Linked DNA regions of Mus musculus: regions 1, 3, 4 and 5 are each linked to region 2. Evidence: chromatin contacts called from public Hi-C, HiCAR-type and promoter capture Hi-C data. All regions are on one chromosome and are shown on one strand. The core of a region is the stretch at or near the end of the contact, and the rest is flanking DNA. Distances in the headings are between cores, read along the strand shown.

Region 1 (4,414 bases), core at 83-2,582, 560 kb after region 2:
TGGTAGATATGCAAGGATCATAGCACTCAGAAACAAGTGTGCTCCCTCTCTCTCTCTCTCTCCCTCTCCCTCTCCCTCTCCCTCTCCCTCTCCCTCTCCCTCTCCCTCTCCCTCTCCCTCTCCCTCTCCCTCTCCCTCTCCCTCTCCCTCTCCCTCTCCCCCTCTCTCTCTGTCCACCGCATAGCTGCTACTGGAAGAAAAAAATTATAGATGCCTGCTCTCAAGGAACTGAAGTGTTAGCAGTAGCTGGGCACTGATTCTGAGTGAGAAGAATCTCCACATTATTTGGACAGAGCAGAAGAGAGTTGAGTCTAGGTTAAGAAAATTAGAATATCCATTCTGTTGCTCATTTTGCGCTAGATTTTAGAGATGTCGGCTTGTCTGCAGTACCCTATCTTGCCTCTGTTGCTCTTCAATGCTTTGTCTACTTCCTGGTTAGAACTAGGTATCTAGTTCAGACTCCATGTTCTGTACAAAGCCAGCCACATCTCTCCTGGTCAGCCTACACTGGTCACTATCACACTTAGAAATGGGAGTTCTCACACCCTTTGACAATATGTATGGATTACGTTGTTAGTTATCTTAGAGTGTTAAGCTACGGAACTATCTATGGTACAGTCATTCATTTAGTCAGTGACTAGGTATTTATTTAGGGCCTCTGCTGTCCTTACCATGAGGAAAAGAAGTGGTTATTGGTTGTAATGGATACGTTGTGTCTACATAAATACTAGTAAATCCTAAGTCTATAGCAGGATTTAAGAGCCTTCTCTGACAGTCACTTCTGCATTATTCACTGTAGGAGAAGTTCCCAGGACAGTGTGGGATAAGCCAAGATTTGCATCCCCTCCCCCACTTGGTGTTACTCACTTCAGCTAACACCGGGCTTGGCTGGCACTATCCCTCTTAACGTTATTTTCTAGCGGGGCCAGAGAGAATGTCGTGAAAAATATGCTCTGAGATGTTAAAAGACTAAGAAACCTTTTCTCTTATGAGCAGAAGGCTTGTTGAATATCAACTGTGAACTAGTTCGTAACAGTTTAATGAGTTTGCTTAATGAGTTTGCTAGTTCAAGGTTAAGGGGGTAGATAGACCCAGGAGAGCAACCTTTGGGTCACCCTGGTGTGTGTGTGTGTGTGTGTGTGTGTGTGTGTGTGTGTGTGTGTGCTTAGAAGTGAGTAAAATCAGAGGTATGTATACGTGCTGTATCTCAGAATAAAAGTTACCCTGAGAGTGAAGAGGATCGATCCTGTTGGGCCCCTCAGCCTGGTTAATTTGCCTGTGTTTTAGACTAGAGTGGAAGGGGCGTCCAACTGTGACTGGAATGGATGTCTGTGCCCTTGAGACTCCCTCGCCCCCTCCGGTTTTGAGGAAGGGGTGGCTGATATCTACAACCTGAGTTCTGCCCAGGACCACCCCGGGAGAGAACGGCTGTGTGTAGCGGGGTGCGGGTGGAGGGAGGGGATATGGCACATTCCAGAAGGATCTCTGGACCGCAGCCTCAGTACCACGCCCTCGGCGGGGCCAGGTGTGCTCCCCGGTTGCGGAGGGGGGAGCCCGGGGCCGCAGCGAGCGGGTTTACTGCTCGGCATGCGCTGAGTGTTTGTCTGCCTCGGAGGGTTGGGTCCTCCTTGTTCACAGGTGAGTCACGCCCCGAAACACCGGCTCTCTTCCTGTCAGGACTGAGTCAGGGAGAAGAGTCGATAAAACACCTGATCGAGGGAAAAGGAAGGCACAGCAGAGCGAAGACTCGGCGCCCGGCAGGCACCCGCAGCGGCGGAGCGCGGCCCGGCCATGCCTGCGCTCTGGCTCAGCTGCTGCCTTGGTGTCGCGCTCCTGCTGCCCGCAGCCCAGGCCACCTCCAGGAGGGAAGGTGAGTGCTCCCACCGCGCCTCCAACTTGCCCTTCCCTGCACACGGTGTTGGTGGCTGAATTCACCTCGAGGATCCACACTCGGTCAGGTCAAGGATCTGCAAAGAGCCTATCTCCTCCCTACCTGGGGCTCCTGTACAGTCGCGCTCTAAAGTGACAGTTTTCCCATAAAGCCAAGGGAGTTAAAAACACGAAGCTAATGGGTTGTGCCAGCTGAAGGTTTCCTTGCCCTAAAGCCATTCCTCTTTCAATTCCCTCCCTTTCTTTTCTTTGGCAACAGGGGACCCCTCCACACCCGTTCAATCAGTAACATGCTAGTCTTTAAACTGTCCGGTCCCTGTAATTTACCAGTGGGAGTTAGGTGGGACTTTTTCCATGCCCGGCAGCACCACACAGACTAAAAACAGAACTTCCATAATCCCCTTGTTATCCATGTTGTATTTTTGAGATAGAGCGTGAACTTTAAGCGTTTTAGTAATACCCGAAACTGCAAGTGTTACTTCTAAGAACAGTTTCGCCTCCCAGGTATTTATTGGACTCAAACTTCAAGTAACATTTACTCCTACCGAGAGCACCCGGTGGCTGTCATGTCCTGAGGAGTTAAGGTCATATAAACAAAATCTGCGAGAACTTAGCGACTGTTTTTCGTGTGTATGTGTCCTGTCAACTATGATGACACCTAGTGCGGGGGTTTCTCTGTCTCTTAGCTGAAGCGCTTTCCTCTGATCACCCAACTTTTCACATTCATAGTTACTGTTGCTTCCTGCTCTCCATGGTGTTCCAGTCACCACTGCCAGGGATCGGAAGCCATGATGCTCGATCATGTATAATTGTCACCAAAAAGGAGTAACTGGCATGATAGCCATGTTCATTTTCTTGACAATAGTAACCATTTCACTAGTCCTGTCAAAACCTGTTGTGTAGCTCAGATATGTAAGATGAACTTTAAAACAAAAAAATGTATGAAAGTGGTCATGTCGAGAGGGCTCCCCCTGAGTCAGGATAAACTGGTTGAAACCTAGTAGAAAACATTCTGAGAGTGAAAACAGTCTCTGAATATTAGAATTAAAAGTAACTTCCAGTGGATCAGCAATTAAGAATCCTTTGATTGAAAAGATGAGCAGTTGGCAGTGTTTTTGCACAAGGCCACCCAGGCAGCTATTGGCAGTGGCAGAACCTTTGATCCAGGTGTTCTTAGCTTTTTTGACCTCATTATAAAAGTAATATGTATATATATATATATATATATATATATATATATATGTGTGTGTGTGTGTGTGTGTGTGTGTGTGTGTGTGTGTGTGTGTATGTATATGTATATTTTTTTTCAGTACAGCAATTTTCCTCTTGGCTATAATTAAATACATACATGTGTGTTGGTATTACATAACAAAACCAAATCTATAGGATGCCATCAATTGTTTCATAAAGTCAGGTTCAACAGCAGACTTTGTACCCAAGCAGTCCATCCAAACACAAAGTCAGAAGTTCTGTGTTGGCTCATTTTCGCACTTTCCCCTTCCTTAGGGACAGATTGCTTGAGATACCAGGTTCTCTCCTCAAACAGCTTTATTTGGGAGCCAAGTGAGACTATGTCATTATGGTAGATCATTTATATTTTTCCATTTTTGTCACACTGGGATATACAAGGAGCTGGGCAAAAGGTATGATACCTGTCCTAATCCAAAGTGACCTGTATCCAGGCATCCTGTGGGCTGCACCTGTGGGCTGCACCTGTGGGCTGCACCTGTGGGCTGCACCTGTGGGCTGCACCTGTGGGCTGCACCTGTGGGCTGCACCTGTGGGCTGCGAAGGTCTGAAGTCGTGATGTTGCTTCCTGGTTATTTCTTGCAGGTGAAATTATGGTTAAGATATAATTACCGAGACTTACAGGGTTGGTCTCACCTAAAACACTGGCTTTAGAGTCAGCCTGACCTGGCAAAATTTTTTGGTTTATTCACTTGTTAATGCCTGTCTTAGTCACTGTTCTATTGCTGTAATGAGACCCCATGACCAAGGCTGCTTATAAAAGAAAACATTTAATTGGGGCTTGCTTACAGTTTCAGAGGGCGAGTCCATTCTCATCATGGCGGGGCACAGTAGCTGAGAGCTGACATCCTGATCTGTAGGCAGCATGCAGAGGAAGAGAGTGGGCCTGGCTGGGGGGTTTTGAAACCTCAAAGTCACTCCCAGTGACACACCTCCTCCAACAAGGCCACATCCCCTAATCCTTCCCAAATAGTCCACCAGCTGGTAACCAAACAGTCAAATATATGAACCTATGGGGAGGTCATCCTTGTTCAGCCATCACAGTGTTCTCAGTAACTTTTCAGGCTCTTCAACTGCTTGAAGTCTGGCTCTTCATCTGCTAAATGAAAGCATTAGTAGTAAGCAAGCTTGCAGACTTGGCAAAAGGATGGCTATTGTGAGTTGCCTTGCACAGCTGGGTCCATCCACACTTTCGTTAGAGAGTCTGGAGTACAGGTACTGTAAGTTCGGATGCGCAGCAATGAGTAGGAGACACATACCATGCCTTGGTGAGAGA
Region 2 (4,060 bases), core at 416-2,915:
CAAACCATCCCACAGCTAATACATGGCAGGCAGAGAGTCTTTTGCCAGTGATGACTGTAAGTGCTGCTTGGACTACAGTAGCTTACTACAAAATTCCAAAGCTCTGGGCAGAGCTTGCTCCTGATGCAGAGAAGGAATGTGTGTGTGTGTGTGTGTGTGTGTGTGTGTGTGTGTGTGTGTGTGTGTGTGTGTGTGTGTGTGCATTACATGCTGTGTGTGTTTGGGCAGGCTGATGGAGGTCAGAAGACAACTTTGGGTGTCAGTTCTCTGCTTCTTCCTGTACACCCTTCCAGGGCTCAAACTCAGGTCACCGGGCTTGTCTGGCAAGCACCTTTGCCTGCTGAGTCTCTAAGTACATTTAAAAGAAAAGGCGTATAATAAGATTTCTAGGTATGAAGTAGTCCCTGGCAGTCCCTATTCCTATGGGCTTCGTGGGTGCCTCGATATATCCCGCCGTTTCTGGTCTGTCTTCCTGTGTGCTATTTTGCTACCTGAACAGATAATAGTAACAAGGATTATGGTGGTGGTGGTGGTGGTGGTGTGGCAGCAGTTATGCTAAGGACAGAAAACATTTGTATAGCTCTTGAGTGTACTTCAGGAACTGTTCTGAGCACTTCACAAATACCAACCCAGGGATGCAAATCTTGTGATAGCTACTGCTTTTCACCCCCACTTTACAGCTAGAGAATCCAGGGAACAAAGCGGGTAAGTAGCTTGCTGTGCTTTGGAAACTGGGCTACATCACAGAGAAGGACGCTCCTGCCTTCGTTATCATTGAAGCCAGATGGGGAACCAAACAACTGCATCTTGTGCTGTATCTTATGATGAAAACCCCACAGGGAAGAGTTAAGCAGATGTGGAGGGGCCGTTAGAGTACTGGGATGGGAGTCCCTGAGACGCAGGCAGTCAGTAAAGTGTTTCCTTTATGAGTTATGGGAGGATGGGGTTTACTGACTTTCCCCGTGGCCTGTTCAGCTTGTTTTCCTTCTATAACTGAGGACCACCTGCTCAGAGGTGACACCACCCACATTGATTATTAATCAAGAAAATGCCCCCCAGGAACATGCTAACAGGCCCAGCTAGTGGGGACAATTCCCCAGTTAAGGTTCCCTCTTCCAGGTGACTTCCAGTTTGTATCTAGTTGAGAAAAACTAACCAGCTGTCCGACCACCACAGCTCTGAGCTGGCACTCTAAAGCTGTTCTGTTTTTGACGGCCACCTGAGCCACAAGTCACGTATGAGTCATCGAAGGGTTACTAATTGGAGTGCCTACACTGTTACCTTTAACCTAGACTGTTAGAATTAGGCACCCAGTGCCAGCCCAGAGCAGGTGACATTAGTTTGTCCTGAGCAGACGAAGTGACAAAGACTCCTAGAGAACACTGGCTCTCCGCCCCACCCAGAGCAGCTAGCTTGTGTTCAGGAAGCTTGCCTGTCATAAACAAATAAGAACTCCGCCCAGAAACCTCTGAGCCTTGCTTACATACGTGATCCTGACAGGCTTGGGGTGGCAGGAATGATCTGGGGTGCGAGGAAACAAAGACTCGTGCGCAACTGGATGCTGTTCGGAAGCAAGAGAAATTCCGCGAAGGACACTTTCACTGTTGTTTTCTAGGAACCAGACAGAACAAAGAGGAGCTTTGCCACAGAAAGCAGAAATCACTCAGATTAGCCAGCAGAGGGCGACGTTCAGCTACTTTTGGTCTTCATTCAGTTCCCTTGTTTGTGTCTTGTTCCCCCAAGGTCATGGGATGGCTACTCTAATTGTTGCCGATTTCCATGGGGTTGTTTGTGTCTGGGGGAAGTAATTCATACCGCCGCTGAGCGGAGCTGCCAGGGCCGTCTTGCTCACCCGTATGTGTGTTCCCTCATATTTAGAGTTGAGCCACAGTTGATATGTTGGAGAATAGGTTCCGCTTACAAGAACCAGCTAGTCCGAATGGGTCGTTTTGAAAAGCTAAGTTTCATTTCCCGCATCCTGGAACCTTCTCCCTAGAGAAGAGCTTTAAACAACCCAGAGCAGACCCCGGAGTCGTTGAAGATCTAACCGATTTGTAAGAGGTAAGGCTGGCGCGCTGGTTTGTTACTTTTTATTTATTTTTTATGATTTCCAAAGCCCAATTCTAAAAATGATTTGAGGCCACTTATAATACAAAATGTGCCTATAATAAAATCCTAAACTATAAACACATAAAGGATGAGAGACCCAGTAATTAACAGAGGAAGGCATCCATCAGATTCCACCAGAAAACTCAACTCTGGATCAAGGCCAGGGCAGGAAGTATAAGTCCCCCTTGTGAAGAAAACACAGTAATTCTTTAGCTGTCACATCACGTGAGCATGGGGGGAGGGGCACCTGGTACCAGCTGTCTGCTTTGGGGAGGGACAAATGCTGGGACAGATCTGCATGGAGGAGGACAGATCTGTATGACAGGAGAGTCTAAGACAGGAACCATGACTTCCCTTGGACCATCTTGAACCAAAGATCTCTTCTGGGTGGGATTTAAACTTTGAAGGAATAATTTACCAAGGGTAGACAGCAGGCACAGGAGTGAGTGGGAAACCTGGACTGGATACACGGAGAGGAAACAAACGGCCAACGCAAATGTAAGGGCATTTTCCCTCTTCCTCCTGAACCACTTCCCACTGTGGTATCCTCGATCCTTCCTTTGACCAAAAAGAACATCAGACTTCCGGCTCACATCCAGACTCGCACTTAGCTTACCAAACCCTTCTGGGAACTTGGGTAGAAGCCAGTGCTGTAACGTTGTACCAGTAGAAGGTTGACCTTCTCCTATCTGCAATGTGTGAGTGGTCTGGGCTGGCTGCTATGCAGCTCCAGCTGACTGGTATCTCTTTACATTTATTGGAGTGATTCACATAAACGCTCTGGCTTCTATGTCTTTAATGTTATAGGATTCTTACAGGAATTACAGGAATTAACATATGCCGAGTATTTAGAGCAGTATCTGCCGCAGACAAGTGTTTGCTGTTTTTGAGCATGTCACCAAGCCGTCTAACACACACTTTTCACACATTTTCTGTCATCACAAAACCTCTCTGAAGCCAATACTATTTATAGTCACATTTTATAATACAAAGTGAGAGCCTGAGAAATTGAGAAACATACTGATTAGCAACCTGCAGACACCAGATTAAAGTCAGTCGTGTGGCTCTAAATATTGCTCCATGCTTTCTGTGAGCTGTCCTGTGAATGGCTAAAATGAAAATTCTCCCTTAAATGGGTGCTTGATGTAAAAAGAAAAAAAAATTTTTTTAAAGATCCACAGATTCTTGCTTTACTCAAAGTCTAAGTCAGTGCCTGAATCTGTGACTGTGCCAGTTAGTCTCAGCGGTCACCTGATTGCATAGGATATTAGCAAAGAGAAAGGCTCTGGGTGGGTCTCTGAGAGTATTTCCTGCAGGCGTAACTGAAGGGTGAAGCCCCTCCCCTTGAGTGTGCAGCATCTTCCAGGTACTGCCAAGATGTGAGGGGAAAGGCTGCAAGCTTTGCCTGCCTGCCTTTGTCCCCTGAAGGTAACTCTACCCTGTAATATAGCACCTAAGCCCCTTGCATCTCTCACCCTTAGCATCAACTACTTAACTTAGGATCGGATACCTAACTTCGGCCTTCTCTTTCTTCTCCTGGACCAATTTCAAGCATTCTATCTGCCTTGAATTTACACCTCATAGACCCTGGATCCCTGAACAGTCTCTTTAACTAAGACCTTCCAGATTGGAAGATAAATTTTAGCCCTAAAAGAACTAAGGAAATCTTGCCATAACTCCTATAGACACTGACTGTGTTAGGAATTGTGTTAATAATTCCAATTTCATAATTTTGAATGTTCACCAAAAATGAATTAATAAACAACAAATTCTAGCCATGACATAGAATTCCACGGGGAAAAGCAAAGCTTTTGAAACTGAAAGAAATTCAGGCTGGAGAGGGCGGTTCCGCTGTTAAGAATACATCTATTCTAGAGGACCCGAGTTCGGTTCCCAGAACCCACATTGAGCGACTCATGTCCACCTTTCATCCCAGCTTCAGGCGCCTGCG
Region 3 (4,212 bases), core at 612-3,111, 650 kb after region 2:
TGCTGTAGGCTGAGGCAGCCTAGTCTGATTAACTCCAGCCCCACTGTTTCTGCAGGGAACTGGGATTCTCATCACTGCCCCAGACAAGATAGATGCAGGAGTAACTAGGATGGATGTCCTAGATCTCTGGAATGACCAGACATCCAGGTTGTCTGTCAGCCTGAGACAGGAAGTTCTAAGAATGTGGGACGCTCAGATTTTGAACTTAAAAAAAAAAAAAGATTTATTTATCTTATATATATATATATGAGTACACTGCAGCTGTCAGACACACCAGAAGAGGGCTTCAGACCCCATTACAGATGGTTATGAGCCACCATGTGGTTGCTGGGAATTGAACTCAGAACCTCTGGAAGAACAGTCAGTGCTCTTAACGTCTGAGACATCTCTCTAGCTGAATCTTCTTCTTCTTCTTCTTCTTCTTCTTCTTCTTCTTCTTCTTCTTCTTCTTCTTCTTCTTCTTCTTCTTCTCCTTCTCCTTCTCCTTCTCCTCCTCCTCCTCCTCCTCCTCCTCCTCCTCCTCCTCTTTGTTTTGAGACAGATAGGGCTTCTTGCATCACAAGCTGGCCTTGAACTCACTAGGTAGTAGAGATGACCTTGAACCTCTGATCTTCTTACCCCCACCTCCCAATCCTGGGATTAGTTTATATGGTGCTGTGGATTGAACCCATGGTTTTGGGCACACGAGGCAAGCACTCTACCAACTGAGCTCCTTCTCCAACCTCAGTCTGTGGATTTGGTTCGTTTCCATTTGTTTTACAATGCTGGGGATTCTATCCAGAGCCTCACCGAAGCTCTCTAGCACCACACTATCTCCTTAGCCTTGGGATTTTGCACTCAAATCATCTAAGTCCCAGGAAGAGTGAGGCTATCTGCTTACCCTCCTTGGTGCTGGTCTATCCATCCCTGACGGGCACAAGATGTTCCGAAGTTACCCATCTCAGACTGGGGACTGACTGGAAGCAAGGTGGGGGTATCCCTTTGTTTTTTTAGAATGGCACCCCTAAGAGAGGAATCCTCCGACAACTCTCAGGAATCCAGGAAGTCAAACTGGTCAGGACTGTGGCATGCCCCTCCCCCACATCATCAGAGGGAATACATTGGAATGAACAAAGACTTCACTGTGACATTTACTTGTTATTTGTGTTTGTGTGTCTGTCTGTCTGTCTGTCTCTATGTGTTTCATGTGAGTGCAGGTGTCCTAGGAGGCCAAAAGGGGGCATCAGATGCCCTGTGTTAGAAACCACCTGCATTCCAGAACAAGATTCACAGGTCTTAAATGACTCTGTGCCACATGTTTTTGTCACCAGAGTCCCTTATACACATGCTCCATATCCCCCTAAAGTTTGTGTCATCCTGGTCTTTGTATCATTCTCTCTCCCTCCTTTTTCCTCCCTCCCCCACTAGAATTACAGGTGGTTGTGAGCGGCCAGACCATGACTTTGGGGACCAAACTGAGGCCGTCTGAAAGAACACCAAGTGCTTTTAACTGCTGAGCCCTTCCTCCAGCCCCTTAAATTTTGTTTCTTAATCAGCCCATGCTCTAAATGCTTTAAAAAGCTCAACACCAATGACTGAGGAGAGCCAGAAGGACCGGAGGTGGGGGAGAGACCCAAAGCATCAGGTAGGAAATGAGATCTACCCTGTAGAGACCTAACCAGGGGAGAGCCCGGCATCAGGGGCACAGGGCTGTGTATATGTTTCAGGCTCCAAGTAGCCTACTTCCGGCTACAGAAGACTCCCCCCACAGGTCCCACTTAGTAAATAGCCCCAGGGATTTCCTGCTCACACAAGTGGCTCTTCAGACTCCTGCACCAGCTGCCAACCTCAGCCTTCTAAATTCCCAGACTGCTCCTGCCTCCCTGGAGGGCCCAACCGCTCAGCTTTGCTGAAATCTCTGCCAGTGACTTTTTACTTTCTCAGCACCCAGTAGAGGGTGGAAGGCAAAAGCTGATTAAGCCACTTAATCCAAAGCAGAAAGGAAGCTTAAAATTTCACCTGCAGGAAATTGCTCCAGGGTCGCAGATGAAAGGACTTCTCAGAATGGTCCTCCTCTGCCGCCCCTCCCCCACAGCGCACGACACTCGCACTCCCTTCCCTCGGAATAGCTACTGGGTGCACCGGGGTGCTTGGTTCACGCTAGCTGAAGTTTCCTAATAGCATTTGTTACAAACCAGGTATCATGGGACAAGTCTAGTCCCAGCACTGGAGAGATGTAGGCAAAAGGATCAGGAGTTCAAGGCCACCCTCAGCCACACAGCAAGTCTGAAGCCAGCCTGGGCAAAGACAACCTTGTCTCAAGAACAACAGGCAAAAACCACGTGGTGTTTCCTGTTAATTATGCGATAGGTCTGCAGGTGGCAGGTCGTGCTGTCGCCTATGTGATGTCATAGGTTTGGGAGGTCCTGATGCCAACAAGATACACTTAAAGAGTGTCATTTGAGTCTTCAAAAATCTATGTGAGGTAAACACTATTATTAAGGCCATTTTAAAGATGGGAAAATGGAAACTCAGACGATGTGTTGGGGGTAGAACTGGACTCTAAATTCTGATTCTAAATGTCCCCTTTCATGTTACATCACGTCTCCTAACGCTCATCATCAGGGGGTGCTGTACCAGGAAGTTCTTTGAAATCTCAGGCCACTGTCAATAACATACCAGATCTTAAAAACCTGAGTCCGGAGTGATGCTAAGGGCAAACTCAAACAAATCCTCTTGCTTTTTGTTCCTGGCTTGCTTTGCATTTGGAAGGATCTCATTTACCTTTGCGATTCCCGCTTGCAACCCCACACACCCCTATTCTCTTGCTAAGGGGAGCCTGGGGTAGTGGTGGCTACCTCTTCAAAGATGGCAAAGCCTAAGAAGCCACACCTATAGTTCAAAGGGCAAAGCTTCCTCCTAAACCCTCCCTGGAAGCCGTGCTCCCCCCCACCCCAGCTTTACTATAGACAATACTTGATGGACCGGTCACCATGACAGCAGTTGCCCAAGTTGTGTTTCGGGGAATTGGAGGTTGTGGAAGGTAGTTGGAACTACTGACCTATGCAAGTGTCCAGTGGGTGACCTTTTGATGGCTAACGCTCCACCCTTAGGGTCCACTAATGTCACTGTTTTCGGAGCATAACCCAGGTAAAGCTCTAATGGCTCACCTACAGGCTACTTCACTTTCTTCATGGCAATCATCTGTTGCAAGCCTTAGACCCTGCTTATTTCAAAAGTGCCCCTTAACTTTTTGAGACCTTGGGCACCTGCCTTTTCACGTCTGGCTCCGTGTGTGTGTGTGTGTGTGTGTGTGTGTGTGTGTGTGTGTGTGTGTGAGATGTTTGCAATTGTTTCGTCAACTGTCAGACTGGCATGCCAAACAATGGGCAAAGTGAGTCTCATTGGGTAACTAGAGGAGCTGAACGATTGGCGTGGTTACCCAGCAAGTTCATTAAAAAAACAAAACAAAACAAAAGATAAAGTCTGGTGTTGATGCCAGCAATGCACCAAGGCAGGAGGATTGCCAGGGCTACATAGCAAGACCCTTTCTTAAAAAAAAACGAACAGAAAAGCAATTTGCATAGGGCCATGAGGTTGGAGCTGGTTTTAGCTCAGGCTATCTAGCCCAAGAGAGAATGAATAAACCAGCAGGAGAGAACAGCGTGTGTGGAAAGCAGGGGACTGGCCATCCGAGTCAGAACTTCTGAGTGGCTTAGGTTTAACTGCCTCTTTCCCTTAAGTCAAATCGGTCATCTAAAGGATGCCTCTAACCAGAGATCCCCCTCTGGACCCCCATTCTTTTGCTATGGGGAGACTGGGATAGTAGTTACTATCCCTTCAAAGGCAGCAAAGGAAAACAAGCCACACCTATAACCTCCGAAGGGCAGAATTTCTTCTTGATCCCTCCCCTCATGTCTCAGTGACCTCAGCATGCACACCCCAGGCAGCGCTTGGAACAAGACATTCTATAACCCGGAGTGCTTTTTTCCCAGGGTTCCCCAGGGTGAGGATGAGGAGGAGGGTGAGGAGACAAAGGCTGGGGTAGGTGAGAACTTTCCTCCATGGTCATGTGAATGAATTGCCCTCTTGGGAACTTTGAAGAGGCAAGAGATTCCAGTCTGTGACTGTTGGGGGGAGACAGAAGCCAAAATCAAACATGCCTCCCCCATGCCCCCACCCCCACCCCAAGCTGCTTGTAGATTTGGGAATATGGCTACTCACATCTGCCTC
Region 4 (4,213 bases), core at 665-3,164, 1.0 Mb after region 2:
GTTCGAGCCCTTGGCAAAGGACAAATGTCTTGGAACATAAGACTATTTGCTGAAAATCTTGCTTGTAAGTCCTCCCTGAACCTCCTCGGCCAAACTCATCAGTCTGCTATCAAAGCTTGTTACGCCTAAGCCTAATTTTGTACCCTTAAGTATTGTGCCTTTTGTGTGGCTCACTGCTGAGCGACACCAAGCTCTCGACTCCCAGTTATAGTCCCAGTTTACCAGAGAAAAATGCTGTGCCACAATACAAGTGAAAAAAAGGAAGGCTTGTAAGATGATGTTGTGTGTGTAACAAACGCGCCAGAAAGACTAGCAGGGGCCCAGAGAGATGGCACAGGGTGTGTGTGTGTGTGTGTGTGTGTGTGTGTGTGTGTGTGTGGGTTGGCTCTCCAGAACCAACATAAAAGCAGGGCAGCCTATTTGTAATCCTGGAGCTCAAGGGAGACAAGAGAATCCTGGGCAAGATGTCGTGCCAGACTAGCCAAAATGGCAGGCTCCGGGTTCTGTGATAGAGCCTGTCTCAGAAAACAAAGGTGGAGAGCAGTGGAGAAAGACAGTAGAGGTCAGCCTCGGGCCTCCACGTTCCTGTACGCACAGATGCAGACACACTCCACCACGTGCTCACACAGTATGAACAGGGCACACACGCTCGACACATGCACTTGGAACAGACAGAAGGAACAGTGATGCCCCCCAGCAATCGGAAGACCAACTGGTACAGGTGAGGTTTTCTCCTTTATGTATCAGTGTTTTGTTCCACAGAAGATAGGGAAAGTACCCTGAGGGCCTTTTCTGCCTTTGTTATTATTTTTTAAGCTGATGTGTGGAACTAAGAATATGTGACCTGAAACTGCCATGAGGAAATCATGAGGTCCTTAGTCTTTTACAATAAAGGCAGCAACATGAAACTCCTGATTACTCTCCCCAAAATATCCTTATTTCTACCCCACTCCTGCCTGTGTTTCAGCCTTAGGCAGACACGGCACATTACTGTCTGAAAGGTGATCTTTATGACCAATGGCCTTGGTATAAATGAGGGTGCCCTGGAGTCCCATTTTTCTTAATGTCTTTTCTGTGACAACTATCTGAGGTTCTCTACTGGAGCTTTCTCTTTTTCTAGTCTTCCTGGGCTGTCCTTTCGCCAGCATGCTCTGAGGGAGAGAGCGCCACTCCCTTTAAGCTTTTATAGAACTCAGGGTTTATTGTATGAATTTGTTATTGCTTAGTCTTAAGTCGATTATTTCTATTGTCAGTCACCTATCCAGGTGTCTCAGGGCTACCTCAGCAGCCTGCACTGGCTCACAAGTCAAGTGGGTTCTGGCTTGTGTCCCGGGCTACTTGTGTTACTACTGCCCCCTCCCCTGCCCCCATCGTTTTTGCCTGTGTTTGGTACATATATGTTGCCCTCTGAAGAGCAAGCAGATTTGTTGGTAGTAAGCATGAGAGATGTGGGGAGCCCAACTTGCTGAAGGACTTTCTTTCATTGACAGTGGTGAGTGGCCCTGGACTGGCCGAGGGAGGACACGCTTCCTCCGTTTAACACAAACGCACACACAATGAGGACAGACTGCTCCTGCTTCAGCTAGGAGTGCTGCTAAGGCACAGTTCGCACTGGAGTAGTTGGAGAGTGGAGTTTGCCCTTCCCAATCCGTGTGCAATCTGCTCAGAGCTAAAAACAACTGTTAGCGGTTTATAATTACCATCTTTGTCTCCAGGCTTGGCTCACACTGCAGGTGTTAGAGGCACTGGTTCTTTGTCTTCTTAAAGTCCCATGCCTTGCTTCACGTAGATTCAGAGGGCACCTGTGCCATCAAGACTCGTCTCGGATACCACAGCAGGAATCCTTTTCTGTTTCTATTAGTTCTTTTAATTTTTTCTGGTCCAGGTTAGTTCTTGCTGAGGTGTGGCTGCCTCTAAGAACACTGTTGAATTGGTGCCATGGCAACGTTTGGAAAGTAGCTACTGCTAGGATACGGCTCTGACACTTATTACTTTATTTGCATATCAAACCACCTGTTCCAAAGATGAAAATATACATGTCTGCATACTTATTCCAGCCTGGATAAAAGGGTGATATCTGGTTAAGTACATGCGTTGAGTTTTTTCCCCTTGTGACTGTAAGAATAAAACCTCAGGTCCTCTTCTCAGCATCTCTTTCACATGTAGACTAGAATCCAGGCTTAGTGTGTGGATAAGGTTTGGGACTCTCTTGTCTGTGCAGTAGCCAGGGAGATCTGCTTTTCTGTTCCCTGAGCTAAAGTGGCTTCAGCTAGAGATGAAGGAGAGCAAGTTTGGACCAACAGACCCTAAGTCCACAAAGGGACTTCTATCTATCTATCTATCTATCTATCTATCTATCTATCTATCTACCTATCTATTTTTGGTAACATTTAAAGAAAAGATTTATTTTATATGAGAGTTTTGCCCTGCTTATTTATATATGAATGCAGTACCTGAGGAAACTAGAAGAGTATGTGTGAGCTCCTGAAGCTGGAGTTACAAACGGTGTCGAGCCACCACCTGGGTGGTGGGAACTGGACTCAGGTCCTGTGCAAGAGCAAAAGTGCTTGTGACTGCTGAGCCATCTTCCCAGCCCCAGAGGGAGTGTTTGACTTTGTCTAAACACAAATCATGGGAAGTGACAGCTCTTTCCTTCCTCTCAGAAGTTCCCTGGGGAACCCATGCTACCTGTATGCGTGGCTCTGTTCACGTGAGACAAGCATTGCTTTTGGTGCAGCCCGGCCTTTCTCTCTTCATCCTTTCTCACTCTCTCACTGGCCTCGTCTTCCTGCTCCCCATTTCTCAGACTCAGGACACTGCTCGTTGTGATCCCTTGTTCTTCCTCAGGCTACTTGAATGAGTAAGTGCGGACTCGCTGTGTAGTCTATTAGTTACTAGGAACAGCTTTTAAGCATAAGCTCTGATTCCTCAGGGAGAATGGGCTCCCAGAGGCACCTCCTGTTTGCTGGTTTTGGTGTTACTTCCGTTGTTGTGCTTCCGTTGTCAGACTCTGGTGGCCGTTGTCAGCTGTCCTCTCCCAGCCACGGGGCTCCCTGGAGGCTGGCTGTGTTCTCTTGGGCTCTGTGTTTCCCAGGGTCTCTAGTGCACTAGTCCGTTCTCAGCTAATGGTGTTCAGTTGCTTTTCTGTGGCACATTCGCTGTTGGATCTCATCCTTCCCTACCTACCTTTTGCCTGAATCACGCCCTTCTTGGTTTTGCTGTTACGTCTGGAACATCTCCTCACGGAATTTACTCATGACTGAAAGTTGATTCTCATACTTCATCTCCTGCTTAGTTCTAACAGTGATACTCCACCATACAGTAATATATAAAAAGTTGTGTGTGGTGGTATATGCCTTTATTCCTAGCAGTTGGGGAACGGAATAAAGTCTGGCAGATGTCTGTGAGTTTGAGGCGAGCTTTGTATTGAGTTCTAGGCTAGCCAGGGCTAGTAAGATCTTATCTATTTTTTTTTTAAGTAAATCTAAAAAATGTGGTAGTTTTATAAGCTTTTGAGATATTATATAATAAAAAAAGGACTTGGCATGCCATAGGTCTAGTCAAGCAGGAAAAGGAGGAAACAAGCCCCACAGACTTGTTGGTCATCCTGTGTGTAGCATGCAACTTCAGTGGTGGGTTAGATACTCACTAAATCATGTCCTAAAGAATGTTAAACCAGGCTGGGCAGTGGTGGCGCATACCTTTAATCCCAGCACTTGGGAGGCAGAGGTAGGAGGATTTCTGAGTTCGAGGCCAGCCTGGTCTACAGAGTGAGTTCCAGGACAGCCAGGGCTACACAGAGAAACCCTGTCTCGAAAAACTAAAAAAAAAAAAAAAAAAAAAAGAATGTTAAGCCAGAAGCAGCAGCAAACATGCACCATGTAATACATCCACTTGTGTACTTGGGTGGTTTTAGGAAGCTCACTGATATTTAAAATATATATTAAATTTCTAATTATCACATAACAATGGAAGATACTTATGTGTAATGATTAGGCTAATTGGTATAACCATCTTAGTTAGGGTTTTACTGCTGTGAACAGCCACCATGACCAAGGCAACTCTTATATAAGGACAACATTTAATTGGGGCTGGCTTAGAGGTTCAGAGGTTCAGTCCATTATCATCAAGGTGGAAGTATGGCAGCATCCAGGCAGGCATGGCGCAGGAGGAGCTGAGAGTTCTACATCTTCGTCTGAAGGCTGCTATCAGA
Region 5 (4,212 bases), core at 616-3,115, 980 kb before region 2:
CAGGGATAGACTGTCCACGGAGTCTCCTGTAGGCAAGGACTAGATTGTTAAACACAGAGCTTCTTTCTCTGGACTACATGTCCTCCCTCTGCAGCTCAGACACTTTTTTTTTTAAAATGACATAGGTTTGAGAAGATCAATGGACCTTGGTTGAAAGTAAAAGGTGGTGGTGGGTGGGAAACCCCCTTTGTTAGGATTTTGAGGGCACTTTGCTTAGGCTCTCTGTCTGGGGATTGGAATATCTGGGCCACCTGCCAGGAGGAAAGTGGAACCCAATCTAGAAGGCTGCTTTGTAAGGTCCCTTAGGGTCCATAGGACAGAAGGTCCCAGAGAAGCAGAGGTACTTCTCTATGAGGTCTGTTAAGTGTTGGTTTAGGAAGAGGGCACTCTCTTTGCCCTGGGGATCCCTGTTGATGGTAGTGGAACCTAGGAGATCCAAAGCAGAGGCTACAAGATCCTAGGGTGGGGTGCACAAGTCCCTACTCTCCACTAGAGCAGTGGCGAGCAGAACCCTATGCAGAGTATGGAAAGAGGCACAGCCCTGAGTACCCTTCCTAGGACCAAAGAGAGTGTTCCTGGACAGGTCTTTGATCTGTTGCAGAGAGTCTGCAGGCATCACCAGCTTCAGTGGGCCTCTCTTTTCCATCTCCTGAGGGAACCGCGACTCTTCCTTGGACCCTTGCCTAGGTAGCCTTCAGTCAAACGAATTCACAAGCCAAACCAGCCTCACCACGCTGGACTCTGAGAGCCCCGCCCCCGCGTCTCTCTCGGATCCTTGGCCACCTTGCTGCGCTGCTGCGCTGTGCTCCTCAACCTGCCCTTAAGCATCGTCTCTGCTCTCTGTAGCCAGGAAGGCCGGGAGGAGAAAGAGCTGGTCTTTGGTGAGGAAGTTCGGTATGTGGATTAAGTCCTATGCCCTGCCATCACTAGCTAGGCTGACTGCAACCTGTTCCTCACTGCGACCGCCCGCCCGCTCGCTCGCTCGCTCTCCCACCCTCTTCCCGGCGCAGCCGCGGATCGCTGTTGCATGCTGATCCTGGGAGGCGGCGGCGGCGGCGGCAGCGGCGAGCGCTCTGGGCGGATGCTGGCACTTGGGCTTCGCTGCTCTCTGGTTGCTGCTCAACTTCTACCCCAAAAGCAGGAGCTGTGAAGTCATTTGCCCCTCTCCGGCTGGTTCGACTTCTCATCTTCATTTTTCGGGCGATGCGGTTTACGCAGGAACCTTAGTACCGCTCTCCCCCCCACCTCCATCTCCCTCTCTCCAACCTTTGGATGCATCTCCGCTGGCAGATTTAAAGAGCCAAGTCTTGGCTGTGGAATTTCTTAGATGGACTTGCAGGGGCTGGCGTTCTAAAGCATGTCACCGTAGCTGGCCCTTGTCTTTTTTTCTTTTCATTTTTTTCAAAGTTCTTTTGTTTTCATTTCCTTCTTCCTCTCTACCCCTCACCCCGACCAATAAATCAGCAAACTGTTACCTAGCGGACCAGTGCCTGCCTTTCTCTCAGCCAGGTGGTACGTGTGCCAGAAGAGGAGCTATGTTTGAGGACCGACCTTCTCCACCCCTCTCCGGTCCCTGAACACCACCCCACGCTGGCATTTTGGGGGAAAATATTCCCTCTAGAAGCCCTACCCCCTTCTTCTTCTTCTTCTTCTTTTTTTTTCTTGAGGAATGGAGCTTCGCAGAGGTTGCCTTTAGATTCAACAGTTCAGAGCAGGGCTGAAGAGCCTGCAGGGGTCCCCAGAGGCGGTGGTCCCTGCGCCTGTGTGGATAAGGCTCTGAGCCTGCCTGTGTCTTTTCTGCCTCTTGTTGTGTGCGGGTGTTCGGCGATCACCTTTGTGTGTCTTCTGTCTGTTTAAACTTCAGGATGGCTCGCTTCGGGGAGGCGGTGGTCGTTGGCAGGCCAGGCTCAGGCGATGGAGACTCGGACCAGAGCAGGAACCGACAAGGAACCCCCGTCCCGGCCTCGGGGCCGGCGGCCGCCTACAAGCAGTCAAAAGCGCAGAGGGCGCGGACTATGGCTTTGTACAACCCCATACCAGTCCGGCAGAACTGTTTCACGGTCAACAGATCCCTGTTCATCTTCGGAGAAGATAACATTGTCAGGAAATACGCCAAGAAGCTCATCGATTGGCCATATCCTTTCTTACCCACCATGACTTCCCTCTCCCCCTTTGCATTCCATCGGGTGAGGGGGGGCACCTAGCATGGAATCTATTCCCCACCCCTTCCTGGTGCCAAAATTTGCCCCTTTGCTCAAGTGCACCCTACCTTGTTGCATTCACGGGGCAAGCCTGATGCCCCGGAGACCTATTTGGGCAGTAGTGGTTTTCAAGGTAAGACTTTTGGTTTTGGGGATTATTTTCCATGTGGAAATCTCTAAGTGTACTTAGGTGCCTGGTGTGGAGACATCTGCCTCTTTCTGGGCTTTGTCTGTTTCTTGGCCACCCCCAAAGTCCTAACCCTTTCAGAAGCTGCACTCCATGTGGTTTGGCTTACCTCAAATCTCAAGGATTCTTTCATAATCAGTTCTCTCTTTTCCACCACTTAAGCCAGTCCCTCTGCTCCCATTCCTACCAGCTGGGAAGACACTTGCACTGTCTGCCAGCAGAGAAGTTGAGGTTCTGGGAGGGATTTGCCAGATGAGAAGCTCCAAAGAGTAGACCCATGTATACAAGAAGACAAATGAGTACTTATGAAAAAGGCGTTGGGCTAGGGACTCAGCTAACTCTGGAGACCAACTTTAAGTTCTACTGAAAGTGAATGCCTGTCAGGGGAGATGATCATGTCACCACCAGCCCAAAGAGCTCAAAGTTGGAGTTCTTTCTTCAGGCAAGGAGGTGTGTTCTTCCTTTCTTGGTCCTGGGTTGTTACTCTTGCTTCTTAATGTTTGCCATACCTGGCTGCTCTCCCAGTATACTGAACCATAGATCTACTGGGCCTGAACCCATCAGCTGAGGGTCAGAGGTGTGCAAACAATTTCTCTCTAAAGCCAAGGGTGTTGCTCTTTACAAGGAGTGGGTAGGTCATCTATGGAGGTGATGGTTTGGGAGTAAAAGGCTAGGATGGAAGAAACATCTTTGCAGGTTTTACCAAGCGCACTGAATGCAGGCTGCTGATCAGGCAGCTTCCTGCCTGCTCTGCACTAAGAATTTGCATGCCTGTCAAGGCCATTAGGAGTTGAGGTTGGTAGGGTGTTTCAGGGGATTACAGGAGGCAAGCCAATGTTTTGAGGCTAGATGTGGGGGGTCCTCTTGGGGACAGGGACTTTGGTGCCTCTGGAGACATGGTTCTTGGGAAGAATACACCTGCAAAAGAGACTCCTCCTCTTTGCCCCATGCTCCCTCCCCCAACCCTCCTCTCAGGTGTGCAGCAGTGAGAAAGCTGAGGCTGGGGTGGGGGGGGGATGGGGTTCAAGTATTAGTTTGCAAGGCATCTTGCTTCCCCCCAGGGCCTGAACATCCCCTGCAGCCCCCAACCTCTAGTTTTTGGCCTTCTCTCCCCCACCCCTCCAGTTCCCTGCCTCAGCTGCTTTGGGATTGGCTGGTGCATGGTGCTTCTAGGCAGCAGCACCTCATTAGAAACGAAGCAGCATCTCTAAGCAGTGATGCTTCCTGCTGCTGTTCACATCCTCCCACAGACACCCCCTGGCTGGGTTTCTCCCTTTCTCCTCCTTGTTCTCCAGTTCTCACCTCCCCCTCCCACCTCCACAGAATGATCCGGGCCATAGAGTGCTTGGGTTGAACTATTTAGATAGGGGCTTGGGGCGGGGGAGGGGTCCGGTCCCTGCAGTCATGCCCAGTCAGTGAGCTGCACAAGGCGGACTGATTGCATTGTGTTGCATGCTGCGGCGGGCGGCTGCAAATAACTCCTTGGAGCAGTACTCTACTGGTCTCTCAGGGAAGGTCCCTTCCCTCGACCACCTTCTACAGTTCTTTTAGATTCCCCACCCACCAGGTTCCCCTTTGCTGTGACCTGCTTAGGACACCCCGCCTCCAGACAGCCCCCTTCTCCGTTTGCTTGCAGTAGACAAAGCAGCTTTTCAGTCCCACAGAAGGCAAAGTGTGGTCACAGCCCTCCTTGGCACCTCGGACAGCGCCATCAAAACTCCCTGGCTGGTCCTGAGCTCCCAAGTCACCGGGTGCAGCACACAGGGTACTTCCGGTTAAGCTCAAGCTCCCGGACTGGGACACGAAGCACGTTTCCAACACCAA

Evidence for each region. Promoter capture Hi-C pulls out the DNA fragments that hold promoters and counts their contacts. Hi-C and Micro-C count contacts between places; a contact is called where the count stands out from the background. HiCAR-type assays count read pairs that join an accessible place to other places.
Region 1: a promoter capture Hi-C map of liver shows a contact between it and region 2, with 2.5 times the contacts expected there. The contact joins the promoter of Lamc2 here to the promoter of Rnasel in region 2. A contact is called at or near these places in 4 of 39 promoter capture datasets (the C10 cell line, hippocampal neurons and liver), 1 of 484 Hi-C or Micro-C datasets (muscle stem cells) and 1 of 115 datasets of contacts at active chromatin or transcription factors (bone marrow-derived macrophages).
Region 3: a Hi-C map of embryonic stem cells shows a contact between it and region 2, with 4 times the contacts expected there. The contact joins the enhancer-like site here to the promoter of Rnasel in region 2. A contact is called at or near these places in 2 of 39 promoter capture datasets (the 3T3-L1 cell line and pre-B cells), 7 of 484 Hi-C or Micro-C datasets (the G1E-ER4 cell line, cortical neurons and embryonic stem cells) and 1 of 115 datasets of contacts at active chromatin or transcription factors (memory CD8 T cells).
Region 4: a contact with region 2 is called in a promoter capture Hi-C map of pre-B cells, with 2.5 times the contacts expected there. The contact joins the promoter of Apobec4 here to the promoter of Rnasel in region 2. A contact is called at or near these places in 2 of 39 promoter capture datasets (embryonic stem cells and pre-B cells) and 2 of 9 other capture datasets (embryonic stem cells and liver).
Region 5: a contact with region 2 is called in a HiCAR-type map of astrocytes, with 4 times the contacts expected there. The contact joins the promoter of Cacna1e here to the promoter of Rnasel in region 2. A contact is called at or near these places in 1 of 39 promoter capture datasets (embryonic stem cells), 2 of 484 Hi-C or Micro-C datasets (palatal mesenchyme and ventricular fibroblasts), 2 of 115 datasets of contacts at active chromatin or transcription factors (astrocytes and embryonic forebrain) and 1 of 9 other capture datasets (embryonic stem cells).

What each region holds. Positions count from the first base shown.
Region 1 is chr1:153,183,365-153,187,778 of GRCm38.p6, reverse strand. It overlaps Lamc2 (laminin, gamma 2), which reads left to right and starts at 1,332. Exons shown (of 24, transcript NM_008485.3): 1 at 1,332-1,525; 2 at 1,678-1,870. The coding sequence starts at 1,792.
Region 2 is chr1:153,747,031-153,751,090 of GRCm38.p6, reverse strand. It overlaps Rnasel (ribonuclease L (2', 5'-oligoisoadenylate synthetase-dependent)), which reads right to left and starts at 1,665. Exons shown (of 9, transcript NM_011882.2): 1 at 1,484-1,665.
Region 3 is chr1:153,094,105-153,098,316 of GRCm38.p6, reverse strand. Nmnat2 (nicotinamide nucleotide adenylyltransferase 2) reads right to left here. Exons shown (of 11, transcript NM_175460.3): 8 at 4,204-4,212. Among named protein-coding and RNA genes, the nearest start is that of Lamc2, 90 kb to the left of the region's middle. Within about 2 kb of position 1,861, at least 29 of the 459 cell types and tissues checked have an H3K27ac peak or open chromatin away from gene starts, as enhancers often do. A contact at or near this core is called in embryonic stem cells, where this site is marked.
Region 4 is chr1:152,748,252-152,752,464 of GRCm38.p6, reverse strand. Apobec4 (apolipoprotein B mRNA editing enzyme, catalytic polypeptide-like 4 (putative)) reads right to left here and starts at 1,914. Exons shown (of 2, transcript NM_001081197.1): 1 at 1,701-1,914. It also overlaps a transcript of Rgl1 not described here.
Region 5 is chr1:154,723,573-154,727,784 of GRCm38.p6, reverse strand. Cacna1e (calcium channel, voltage-dependent, R type, alpha 1E subunit) reads left to right here and starts at 1,865. Exons shown (of 47, transcript NM_009782.3): 1 at 1,865-2,134. The coding sequence starts at 1,866.